Linked DNA regions of Mus musculus: region 2 is linked to region 1. The links are chromatin contacts, called in public promoter capture Hi-C maps. All regions are on one chromosome and are shown on one strand. Each heading gives the region's core, a stretch centred on a gene start, on an enhancer-like site or on the middle of the called end of the contact. The rest is flanking DNA. Distances are from core to core; before and after follow the strand shown.

Region 1 (6,283 bases), core at 3,058-5,557:
TCACACAGCAGGGAGAGGAATTTCGTCTCTAGTTTCTAGTCCTTAGAGTCCTTGGGATGGGCAGATGGCTCAGTGGATAAAGAGCTCAAGCAGGATAACCCAAGTTCAGACACCCAGAACCCGCACGCACCGCCCTGTAATCCCAGCAAGCGGATGGAGGCAGGAAGTCTCTAGAGCGAGCTGGCTAAGTAGACTAAGAGAAACAGCAAACTCAAGGTTGAGTAAGAGACTCTGCCTCAACATATAGGAAGACACCTGAAGTCAGCCTTGGGCTTCCACATACATGCATACACACGCACACTACCCCCACCCTACACTTAACCTTACCCTTACATTAGCACCAATCCACTACCCACCCCTACCACTATCCCAACAAACTCCAAACCCAACCTCAACCACAAACCCTATCTCCAATGTCCTCTTTTGCCTTCTGACAGCAGAGAGCACACATTGGTATACAGTCAGACCAACAAGCAAACAAAACAAAACAAAACAAAACAACCCTCATGCACACAAGATAGAAACCTCTAAATAGATAAAAGAAAGAAACTGGGAAGGAAGTAATTGCTCAGTTGTGAGTTGTCTGAGTCTGGGTCTTATAAAAGGTCAGGAAACACTAACCTAGGCTTTGCCTTAGCTTCCTTTCTAGCTGGAGTGATGACCGCTCCTGACAAACTTAGGGGGAAGGGGCTTATTTTAGCTCACAATTCCGGTTTACACGGGTCATTTCTGAGATGTCACATTGGTTGGAGACAGCCAGTCATATCATCTCCAAAATCAGGAATAGACAGCAAAGAGTATGCACGCGTCTGTCCTTCCCCCTTATCAGTCAGCCTGGGGCCCAACCCACATTGGGGTGAGTCTTCCCAGCTCAATTAACCCATTAAGAAAATCCCTCATGGGCAGCGCTAAACAGCCCCTTACTGAGACTGAGACTGCTTTCCCACACGATCATAGATTCTATCAGGCTGACAATTAAAAGTTAATAGCTGCTGCTTGCTCAGCTTTTGCAAAGGACCCAGGCATAGTTCAGGTCCAAGCACCCACCCCGTCTTAGAGCTAGCTGTCTGTTCACTCCACTTCAGGGGATCCTGACATTCTCTTTCAGCACCTGCATGCAGACAAAACACTCAAGACACAAACAATTTGATAATGTAAATCTTAGGAAGCTAACAACCATAGGGCCTCTTTTTTTTCCTTTATCTTTCTCGTGCTCTGCTGTTAGAGAACTCATCATTTGCCCCTCTCCTCTCTCCCCGCCATGTGGACATATCTAGAGAGAATCTATAAGGAATGGATAGATCTTGTACTTAACTTGCAAGCATCTTGGTCTTAGAATTCTCAGCCCCCAGAACTGTGAGAAAATAAATTCCTAGTGCTTATAAGTTTCTCAGCTGTACGAATGGATGAAGACAGCGGGGGACTGGCTCGTCTTGTTAGCTGTTTCCTGGCCTAGTGTCTGATGCTTAGTACTCACTGTTACACCTGAGGCTGGGGTGTAGCCCTTGTCTAGCACTGTCTAAGACCTAGGTTCAATCCCTAGTGCTACAAATTAAAAAAAAAAAAAAAGAAAGGAATGGAAAAAAAAATCACACTTATTGAGGTGACATAAACCTTGGTCTCCAGGGACTTATATGCTAAAACAGTTCTCTCAAAATACGCCAGAGGAAAACTCTCTGCAGGGTGTGGCTCTATCAAGATGGGTGTCTTCCCTTTTCAGAACCCTTACTGAGGCTGTAAATGGCTCTGATCTACTCAGGCTGATTGCTAGCCAGGTTTTGTTTTTATCTAACCTTTGGTCTGGAATGTTGCTTTCTCATCTCTAATATCCAAATCCTCTGTGTTCACTCGTGTTTCTGCCATGGGCATGTAGGGCCAGGGCTTCCTTAGCCTCCCCACTTACACTGCTGAAAAGGTTTTGGGTTGATTTTGGTTTTTGAAAGCTCTGTCTACCCTTTGAAATATCTGCTTGTCACTACAAGTGCCCATCAGTTCTAGGCCTCCAGATCACAACCCTCTGTTGGAGGCTGCCTCCTTACTCTGTGGCCTGAGCTCTGCTTCTAATTAGTTGAACTATGCCCTCTAAACTGTGGTATAGGACAGTTGCTCCTCAGGGTCCTAAGAGACTCCGGTGTCTCTCCTCTTTCACTGAACCTTAGAAGCCCTACATCCTGAGGCCTCACAAGGCAAACATCCCTGCTTAACTATCCTGATCTTGCTTAGCACAGGGAAGATGCTTTCTGGGGCGAGGTGATAAGGGTAGAAGCAGCCTTGGTGTTTGTCCTGATAACAGCTTTGGCATTCAGAGCCCAAAACTGCTTTGGATATTGATGCCTTAAGCCAAGACAGTCCTCTACCTGAAACCTAGGGTCTGCTTTGGAGAAAGCCCTGACCTAGCTTCAGCTGTCTGGTTGCCACAAGAGAAAGCAGACAGACAGCTCTTCCTGGTTCTTTAACCCTCTCAGCCTGTCTGCTCACCTCAAAAGGTACTGAAAGCAGCGGTCACCTACTTCACTGGGATTTATGAAGATTAATTCTATGCTATCTATAAACACCTTAACACTGCATCTACCTCTTAGTCACCCTACACAAGTGAGCCATTATCTGCTGAGGCTAAGATAGGGGCAATGATCTAGTCAAAGTTCACAGCGGTGGCTAACTGGAGAAGTAAATATGTAATCCCAGTACAGGTCCAAGCTCAGCTCCTCCAGGTTACAACCAGAAGGAACCACTCCCTGAACGTGATGCCAACTGACACTAAAGGGTTTGGGTCCCATAACCTTTGACCCCTCCCCTGAGATGGCACCTCAACTGTTTACAGTTTATTAATATCAACTCTTGTGTGTTAAGCTCCACCATAACTTCCCGCTGTCCCCACTTCGTGAGTAAGCAAAGGGGCTCGGGTTTCCTCAGGGCAGAGGGAACCAGTAAGCGAGTAACCAAAACAGTACCAAGACAAAAAGCGCTGAGAAAAAGATGTTCCCTTTGCTGGGTGCTCCCAGGCCATTCTTTTCCCCCTCTTTCCCGCCCCTTTGCTGAGAGCTCTCAAGCCATTCTTTCCCCCTCTTTCTCGGCCTCAGGCTTTCCACAGTTCCCCGGGGAATAGGATCACCCAACGTGCTTCAAGCAGGGCTATTCGATTCTGGACAAGGTTGTGCCTTTTTGCCCCTTGGACTTTTCCACTTGACGGCTCTCAGCACTCCCTGGGCTTCAAGCCCCAGGAGACTCAGGAACGACCCTAAGTGGAGGACAGGAGATGAGAAGGAATATCCACCTAGCTAGGACCCACTAGAAGCTCCAGGCTGGGCTGAGGCCGCAGACGACCCAAGGTCGCGCGCGGCCAGACCCTGCCCGGCTCTAGGGCGGAGTCCCCCTCCGTTCCCCCGGTTGAAGGCAAGGCCCTGAAGAGAGGCACTGACCGGGCTCGAGCGGCTGCCCCGCTGCCTCTGCCTCCGTCCTCATGACCCGGATGGCGCAGGGCGCCCATGGCCCCGGCCTGGAGCTGATTGCAGCGGCGACTTCTGCTGGGCAGCGAGCGCGGCCAGTGAGCGCAGAGTTCCTCCTCCTCCGCCTCCGCCGCCGCCGCCGCCACCGCGGTTCAGAGCCGGGTAGGCGGTGGCTAGGCCGCCTCAAGCCACGCCTAATCCCTTCCAGGTCTGGGCGCTGGAAACCCGCCCCTTCCATAAGCCACGCCTCTTCCCTTCCACCCCCACTTCTCCTTCCAGAACCCGCTACCCGTAGGTCCTTCCCTGAAACGCTCCGGGGGCCCCTCCCCCTCCCCGAGCCCCGCCCCTCCCCGAGCCCCGCCCCCAAAGCCCTTCCCCTAGCGACGTGGGCTCCCCACGCTCTCCCTCCGCTAGGTCTGTTCTTCTGCAGCCTCAGATGGAAGCTCTGGTTCTCCGCAGTGCCTTATCGAGACTCCAGGGAACACTTTCCCGACTCCTTTTAGGTCTTCTTACCCAGACAAGGAATAATGAGAGTTCCCAGGGCTCAGTGCGTCCCTTACCTGCCGGTGGCCGGATCCAAAGCTTAAATCTCTAGTCCAAGCCTCACTTCCTGTCTCCCCAGAGCACTGGGCTCAAGCCCAGATCCCGCCCAATCCGCCACTACAGTACTCAGGGTTACCATGTTCCCTTGTTGGGCTCCAGGATTGGTGTTTCCGGCGGTCCCCCGGGCCCTCTCCGGTGCCGGAACTATTGTGCTAGAGCCCTGGTTTCCCCAGCCGGCTAAGTGAGAGTGAAGGGCAAGTAGGCTTAAAGGAAAGGGAGGGGCCTGCGCAAGGCATTCTGGGAGCGCGTGGTATTCGTGAGAGTCGGGCCGGTCGTTCTCTCGCCTTCGCCTTCTAACGTTTGTGCCAGAACCGGAAAAAAAATAAAGCCTGCAGTTAATTGGTGAGGAGAGGCGGCTAACGGGAGAGAGGAGGCCAGGGCTTCCCCAGGGGGTTTAGGAGCTGGAAGGGCCGCTGCGGAGGAGCTCAGCGGGGCTTGCTTAGCGGAGGGCGGGAAGCCAGGGCCTATCCAAAGCTCATCTCCCGAACCCTTGAACAGTTATTAATTTACGCCTAGTCTGCACGTTCGGTGCCTTCTCAGGTCACCGATTTCCGAAGCTTACGGGCAGTCATTTCTTGCTAATTACCTCCTTTCCTTTTGGATCATCATTTACAACGTCCCTTTCATCCCTGCCTCCACTCCCATTCCTGCAGTGGCCCTCTTTTCCACGCTGCTGCAGAAGTTTAATCAAGTTGCCGTGCTATATGTTCGATCCACTTTGTAGATGCTACTCTTTTTTTTTTGAACCTTTGGCTATCATCCTGCAGTGTTTCCCTACCATTTTCAGCATGGAAACCCACACTCCTAAAGTTGAAAGCCGTGGTTCCTCACCGAGAGAGAGAGACTGTGTTTAGCATCCTTACAGTCTTCTCATGCAAATAAATGGTGTGCTCCGGTTTTGAGTCGTTTCCAATCTCAGCATTTTAAAAGCCCTGTGCATAGTCTTTGTCTTGTAGTGAGACTTAAAGTCGAGCGTTTACCCTATTTCTCTGCTTGATGAACATTTCCTATTTATAGCACCGTAGCCTTGACAGTTTTGGTCTGCTTTTTGGTGGGGATTCAAAACGCTGGATTGAAAAGCGCAAGCTCTTTTTCCTAGCTTCCTTGGGGCTCAGGTCTATATGTACTATTAGGTTCTGTAGCCTTTATCCAAATGTGGTGGCTGACTACTTGGGATATTTCTGGTGTGACTGAAAGACTGAGTTTGCTTTTATTTGCATTTTATTTAACTCCATGTAAACAGTGATTTGTTTACACTCCGGGTCTATATCATAGCCCTTTTAGTGACTATAAAGGGTCATATGGCTGGGATGAGAATGGGGGTAGTACTCTTTGTTCCCATTACTTTTCATTGTCCAGCTTACCATCCTTCCCTACCCTACGTGTTGCGCTAATTTGCTGTGGTGGTTCCTTGAGGCCAAGAGCCACACTCCTTCCACAGGAAACGCAGCTCTTGACATCATTTACAAAGCCCATGGCGTGCCAGTCCTTAAGCTCTGAAAGATGACCATCGTCTCTCTTTCCCTGTAGCCCGGGAAGAGTCCTGCCAAGATGTCTATTGGTGTGCCGATTAAAGTCTTGCACGAGGCTGAAGGCCACATAGTGACGTGTGAGACCAACACCGGGGAAGTATACCGAGGGAAGCTCATTGAAGCAGAGGACAACATGAACTGTCAGGTATCCTGCTTGGCACCAGGGCTGGGAAAGGGCTGTGGCTTCTATCCTGTGGGTAGAGCGGTGTACTTGGAGGTCTTAATGAAGTTATTCTCATCAAACAGTTATTAACTAAGTACTTATTACCTGTCAAGCACTCTTACAGGCTCTAAGATTTTATGTCAGTATAGACTTAGCCTTGAGGCAGAAAAGTCATTTGACAGCCTGTGGTTGTACGTGTGTATCCGAGCACTTGAGAGGCTGAGGTAGATTCTCGAGTTCAAGGCCAGTCTGGGCTTTATAGCAAGACCACACTGCTTTTGGTAGGGAGTCAGAATGCTGAATTGAAAGCACAATCTCTTTTCCTAGATTTCTCTGGGGTTAGGTCTATATTTACTGTCAGGTAGCCTTTAGCCAAATACAGTTGCTAAGTACTTGTCTATAAAACAACCAGTTAAGTTTCACTTTTCTGTCTCAGAGTCGGTCAGGTTCAGAGCCAGTGTCTGCTTCCCAGCACAGTGTATAATTTGCAGGATCTTCTACTCACGTATTGTGTGTGCTTACTTTTGTCTTGGAGAAAG
Region 2 (6,103 bases), core at 2,433-4,932, 4.2 Mb after region 1:
GGTAAGACCACTGGGTCCTGCCTGCCTCTAGGCCCAGCAGCTCTGGGGCTTGGCCCATGATTGGTTGTCCCCACCTGTAGATCCCCAACAAAACTGTTCAATGCCTGTGTCACAAGGCAGCCAGAAAAGATTAACTCAAAAGATAAGGACCTACTCTATGCTAGCTCCAACATGATATTTCCGTCGTTTTCTGTTCACAAATTCTTGGCTTTGCCTAGGTGGGTGGTTGGCGGTGCACACCTTTAATCCCAGCACTCAGAAAACAGAGCCAGGTGGATTTCTTGAGTTTGAGGCCAGCCTGGTCTACCGAGCGAATTCCAGGACAGTCAGGGCTATACAAAGAAACCCTGTCTTGAAAAACCAAAGTAAATAAATAAAATAAACAGTGATCTGGTAGACTTGCATAAGAGCTAGTACCTACTTCCTGTTCTGTGTCTGTGTCATCAGCTGCTGATCCTAACTAGTATGATGCCTTGTGCCTCTTAAGTGATGTGGGAAGGGTGATGGAAGAATTCTGAACCAATACTGGGTTGCAGATGAGGAAAACTGAGGCTACAGGAAGAACATTCATTCTGTTTGCAGTACTACAGAGCCAGACCTCACCTAAGCCCCCCAACACGACCTCTGCTGAGCCCTACATCCTGACCTCATCAAGTACTGCTGAGGCAGTCTCCACTGGGCTCAACATCACCACCCTACCTTCTGCCCCTCCATACCCCAAGCTTAGCCCTAGGACTCTGAGCTCTGAGGGACCTTGCCGCCCGAAAATCCACCAGGACCTGGAGGCAGGCTGGGAGCTACTCTGTGAAGCATCCTGTGGGCCCGGAGTTACTGTGCGCTGGACCTTGGCTCCTGGCGACCTGGCAACCTACCACAAGAGGGAGGCTGGGGCCCAGGCATGGCTAAGCGTGCTGCCCCCAGGTCCCATGGTAGAGGGCTGGTTCCAGTGCCGCCAGGACCCTGGCGGGCAGGTGACCAATCTGTATGTTCCTGGCCAGGTGACCCCGAATTCCTGTGAGTCTGGGGCCCTGGGAGGGAGGGACAAATGGGACTAAAACACTAGCAGGAGTCTGTACCATGCCTAGCCTCAGTTTCCCCATGTTCAGTATGCTTTCCTGTCTGGAGACCTCTTAGAACTCGGGGCACCTTGCAGTCTTTCAGAGACAGGAAGATCCAGTGAAACAAAAAGTGAAAAAAAAATTTAACATTGGTTTCAGATGCCCGGGGCTGACTTCATAGCTATTTAACTTTAGTTTCACATACCCGGGGCTGGCTTCAAACTTGCATCATAGCTAAAAGTGACCGTGATCTTGCCTCAACCTCTTCAGTGCTGAGATAACAGGTGCACACCACTGTGACACATTTTTTTAAATTTATTGTTATACATAAGTACACTGTAGCTGTCTTCAGACGCACCAGAAGAGGGCATCAGATCTCATTACGGGTGGTTGTGAGCCACCATGTGGCTGCTGGGATTTGAACTCAGGACCTTCAGAAGAGCTGTCAGTGCTCTTACCTGCTGAGCCATCTCACCAGCCCATGACACATGTCTTAATGGTTGATTTTTTAAATACGTTAATTGAGTCTGAAGCAACAGATGTCTCAGAAATTAAAGAGTACTTACTGGTCTTACAGAGAACCTGGGTTCACTTCCCATGTGATAGCTCACAAACATCTGTAACTCCAGATTCAGGGAATGTAACCCACACTTTTGGCCTCCCAGAGCACCATGTGTGCATGGTACACATATGTACATCAACACTAAAATAACTCCTGCACATGCAAATAAGACGCCAGGTGTGTTTGCGCATGTCTTTAATCCTAGCACTCAGGAGGCAGAGACAAGAAACGCATAGCCACTTGTAACTCCAGGACCCTGGAGACTTGACATCCTCCTCTGACTTCCAAGTGTACCTGCATTTGTGGCATACACACAGATACACACACACACACACACACACAAAATAAACATTAAAAAAATAAACCTTAAGCCAGGTGGTGGTGGTGACACATACCTTTAATCTCAGAGGCAGGTGTATCTCTAAGTTCAAGGACATCCTGGTCTACAGAGCAAGTTCCAGGACAGACAGCCAGGATTACATAGAAGACTCTTGTCTCAAAAAATCAAAACAAAACAGACAAAAAACAAAACAAAACAAAACAAAACAAAACAAAACAGAACTAAGCTGGGCACGATGGCACACAAGCTATGATCTAAGTACTTGAGCTGTAGAAGAAGAAGGGTCAATGTCAGCCTAAGCTACAGAGTGAGACCGTAATTTAGAAACAAAAGCTTCCCTTTAAGTAGATTCATTCTTCCATGCTGTCTTTGAGTATGTCTGGTTGGGTGGCTGTTTTCTACCCAAGTAGAGGCTGGCTAGTTAAGTCCACTTTTAAACTGTAAGGGCCTATGTATGTTCCCTCTGTGGAGCCCACAGGCACTGGGACTGATGGCAGCCTTTCTCTTCCTACTCTTTCAGCCTCCACCGTCGTCCTATGGATTGGCAGCTTGGTGCTGGGGCTGCTTGCACTGGTCTTCCTTGCCTACCGCCTGTGGAAATGCTACCGGCCAGGTCCTCGCCCAGACACTAGCTCATGTACACACCTATGAAGCTCCATTATGCCAGACTAAAGGAGGCAGAGAGTGACCAGCTGCAGGATTTGGGGCATCAAGATGATAGTGTGGCCTCTTTCCTTGGTGGTCAGCACATCTATAAGTTTCTCCTGACTTCTGGGCTTTTCTGCCTGCTGGCCCAGAGCTAAATAAAAGCCCCGTATCTAGCCACTGGCATATTCTTTCGTACTGTGAATAGGAAGGCTTTGTACATCACCTATCCCTACAGCCAGAGTCCCTGGAGACAGTCACACATCCCAGTTTTCTTTGGTAGGTCGAGCAACAGGATACTAGGCTGGGAAATGCCTGCATTTAACAAGAGTAACTAAGGAGATATCCAGTGGCTTAGAAAAAGTACTTGGGGGGTAACCTGGGAAAACACGAAGAGCGGTATGGATGCCAGACAAGGGAATAAAAAGTATGTCAGTAGATAAAGAGCCAAAGATAACACAGAAAAGGGACATGCGAGGATACTAGAAAGCCACAGCAGTTCAGAATTGCAAAGAGAGCACCCCCCTCTGGTGGTCAGAAATGGTAACAGTCTGGGAAAGGAAGGAATCTGGTGACAACTCCGCTCAGGCACCTTAACGCTCGGAAGGAGACTAAGTGAGGCCAAAAACCCGGGAGAGCCCAGGCCGAGTCTGGGAGCAAACGCAGAAAACGGTTTGAACTCCGCTTTCAGCCCTAGATTCCTGGTGAGCTTTGCGGGGTTTATCTGGTACCCAGGGTGCCTGGTTGCTAGGAGACCATGCTTAGGAAGACTTGCCCACTACCAAGATGGCAAGGTATCGCGCTTCAAGCCAGAAACCAAGCCCTTCCTGGGGGACCATTTTGAAGTCTGGCAAGCTCACAATTCCAGACCGAAGCTAGAAGATGCAGTCATGGAGTAGCAGGAAAACGCACACAGAGAAAGCCAGGGGCACAGGGGGAAAAGGTCGCTTGCGCTTGTTACTATCGAGATTCTCAGAGAGGGGGGCCGCTGCCTCTGCCCTTAACAAAAATGGTCGTCGAGGGAAGGCGCCTCATCGCGCCGTGAATTATGGCGGCGCTTCCGGTCCCGCTGCCCCCAACAAAGATGGCGGCAGTGGAGAAACGGCGGCCGGCAGTAGCACCAGCGGCCAATTTCCCGGACAGTGGCCGGACGTCGGTGTCTCAGGCGGCGGCGGCCGCTGAGAGCGAGGAGGACTTCCTACGGCAGCTCGGCGTGACGGAGATGCTGCGCGCAGCCCTCCTAAAGGTGCTGGAGATCCGGCCCGAGGAGCCCATCGCCTTCTTGGCGCACTACTTCGAGAACATGGGTCTACGCTCGCCGACCAACGGAGGCGCCGGGGAGCCCCCGGGCCAGCTCCTCCTGCAGCAACAGCGCCTGGGCCGCGCGCTGTGGCACCTTCGCCTGGCTCACCACTCGCAGAGGTGCGGACCGATGGCGGACGGGGGTACCAGAACTACAATTCCCGACAGGCCCCGCGCGGGAGCAACTCGCCGCCGGCGCGGGGCGTTTCCGGGAGTAGTGGTCTTTCCTCTTTTCCCGGGTCTGGTCGGCTTGAGGCAGGTTTAAGGTTCTCGGCACGCCTCGCATCGATTTCGCCTGCAGTGTGCGCGGGGTGTACTGGATATTGTGGTCCGGGTAGGAAGTGCTGGGGGTTGTAATCCATCGTCCATCTATTGCATGAGCTTCCAGGTGATTACGGCCTGGAGGAGGTTGCTTTTGAACCCGAGTCCATTTTGCCCTCGCAGCCAAGGGTTTTGGGAGGTCAAGAAGCCCAGCAAGGTAGTATAAATAGTGTGGTGCTTGTCCAGGAGATGGACAGCCTGTGTACTCAGGCCCCAGGCCCCAGACAGAAGTTCCTTAGATGCACACGCAGAGCACAGGCTGGTCTAGAGCCTGACGTGAACCCTGCAGGGAGCTCCGCAGTGGGAGTAGTTCCAGTGTAGGTGACGACTAAGGACGCTTTTTCATTGCATAGTGGATGAGGGAAGCTGATCAGTAGGGCATCATCAGCCAGGGGGTGACCAAATGCCTGAGGGTCTCAGCATGGGAGTGGCTTTCCAAAGGGTGCTTGGAGGAAGACTCAGGGAGGAGAGCAGGGGAGGGGGCCGCAAGGAGGAAGACGTTGGGCAACAGTAGCTCAGGCCTTCCCTAGGGAAGTGAAAGTCCAGAGATCATACATTTCCAGCTGAGCAGACCAGACATCTCTGCACCAGAGGGAAGGGGCTCAGTATCCAAGATGGTAGCCAAGAAGGGAAGGGTGGAGCATGGCGGGCCCATGTGGCTAGAGGGGAGGGGTACAGGCACAAAGGGAGAAAACCAGCGAGAATGTAGACGGACAGTCTTCAGCTAGGACAGCATTGGGGTATGTGAGTGGGAGACTGAAGGTATCAGCAGAGAATACGCACACAAGACCACACCGTGAGGTGCCCAGGGGAGGAACAAACTGCTTACTGGGGGCATCCGGAATTCTCCCAGGGATGAAGAGCAATGAACCTAGGGATTTAAAATAGAAGTGTTTTCTGTGAGTTGAAGTCAGCCTCACCTGAGGATCTGGGGCAAGCTTTGTGATCATGTCACCAGGTCTCTGTGTCCTTCACTACCTGGTTTCTGTGCCAGTCACTGGATCCTTACCTGCCATCCTCTGGCAAGGCCTCATTTTAACCAGCTGAAAGCTGTGTGTTTACCATATTCTGAGGTTCTGTGTGGACCCAAACTTGGGGCCATTACTCACCTGTGGGAACTAAAAAGGGACCCTGGGGAAGAGAGGGAGGAAAGACCCACGTCCCGCCAGAGTTCCACCTATGCTCTGGTCAGGCAGACGTGAGAGGGCTACCAGACTCTTTCCACTCAGCCCCAGGTGGGCATCCAAGCCTCTGACGTACTCTTTGGGGGGGGGGGTGGACAAGGGGCAGCCCAACCTGGGAGCCCCGGGGCTACTTCTCTAAACAGGCCCCAGGGTTATAGGAGAGAGGGAAAGGGGAAGAGAGGTTCCCACACCGGCCGAGAGTGAGTGCAGCGGATCTTGATGAGCAGAGACTGTGGTTTTAGAGCTTTATTGTAGAAAGGCAGGGAGAAAGAGTAAGAGAGAGGAGGGAGGAGAGGGTGAGAGTGAGGGGTAAGAGAGAGGTGAGGAGGGGCCTAACAGCCCCTTTTATGGTCTTTACTGTTGCTAGGTAACTGCGGAGGAGTTTAGCCAAGGTCAGAAGCTTGGGCCATTGCCTACGTGACTTCTTAGCCATGCTTCTCTTGTGGGGCTGTGAGGGGGTGGTAACTTAGACAGGAGCCAGAGTTCCAGGAGCACGAGGGAACACCTACCATGTCATGTAGGTGAATTATGACCATTCCGGGGTTCAGACCTCAGCTCTACTGAAGACTAGCCTGTCTGTGTATAGCCCAATGCCCCACACTCACCCCAGGAACTAGTGTTATATCACTAACTGTCAGCCACATAGGAGAGCAAAGGGCGGGGGGGTGGGGGGGAGCCAGCAGGCAGGTGG

The links. Promoter capture Hi-C pulls out the DNA fragments that hold promoters and counts their contacts.
Region 2: a promoter capture Hi-C map of liver shows a contact between it and region 1, with 5 times the contacts expected there. The contact joins the promoter of Tpgs1 here to the promoter of Snrpd3 in region 1. A contact is called at or near these places in 2 of 39 promoter capture datasets (liver and pre-B cells).

What each region holds. Positions count from the first base shown.
Region 1 is chr10:75,513,735-75,520,017 of GRCm38.p6, forward strand. Snrpd3 (small nuclear ribonucleoprotein D3) reads left to right here and starts at 4,308. Exons shown (of 4, transcript NM_026095.4): 1 at 4,308-4,391; 2 at 5,580-5,726. The coding sequence starts at 5,601. Gucd1 (guanylyl cyclase domain containing 1) reads right to left here and starts at 3,647. Exons shown (of 6, transcript NM_175133.2): 1 at 3,420-3,647. The coding sequence starts at 3,462.
Region 2 is chr10:79,665,757-79,671,859 of GRCm38.p6, forward strand. Tpgs1 (tubulin polyglutamylase complex subunit 1) reads left to right here and starts at 3,683. Exons shown (of 2, transcript NM_148934.3): 1 at 3,683-4,027. The coding sequence starts at 3,690. It overlaps Madcam1 (mucosal vascular addressin cell adhesion molecule 1), which reads left to right. Exons shown (of 5, transcript NM_013591.3): 3 at 1; 4 at 583-1,014; 5 at 2,481-2,786. The coding sequence ends at 2,611.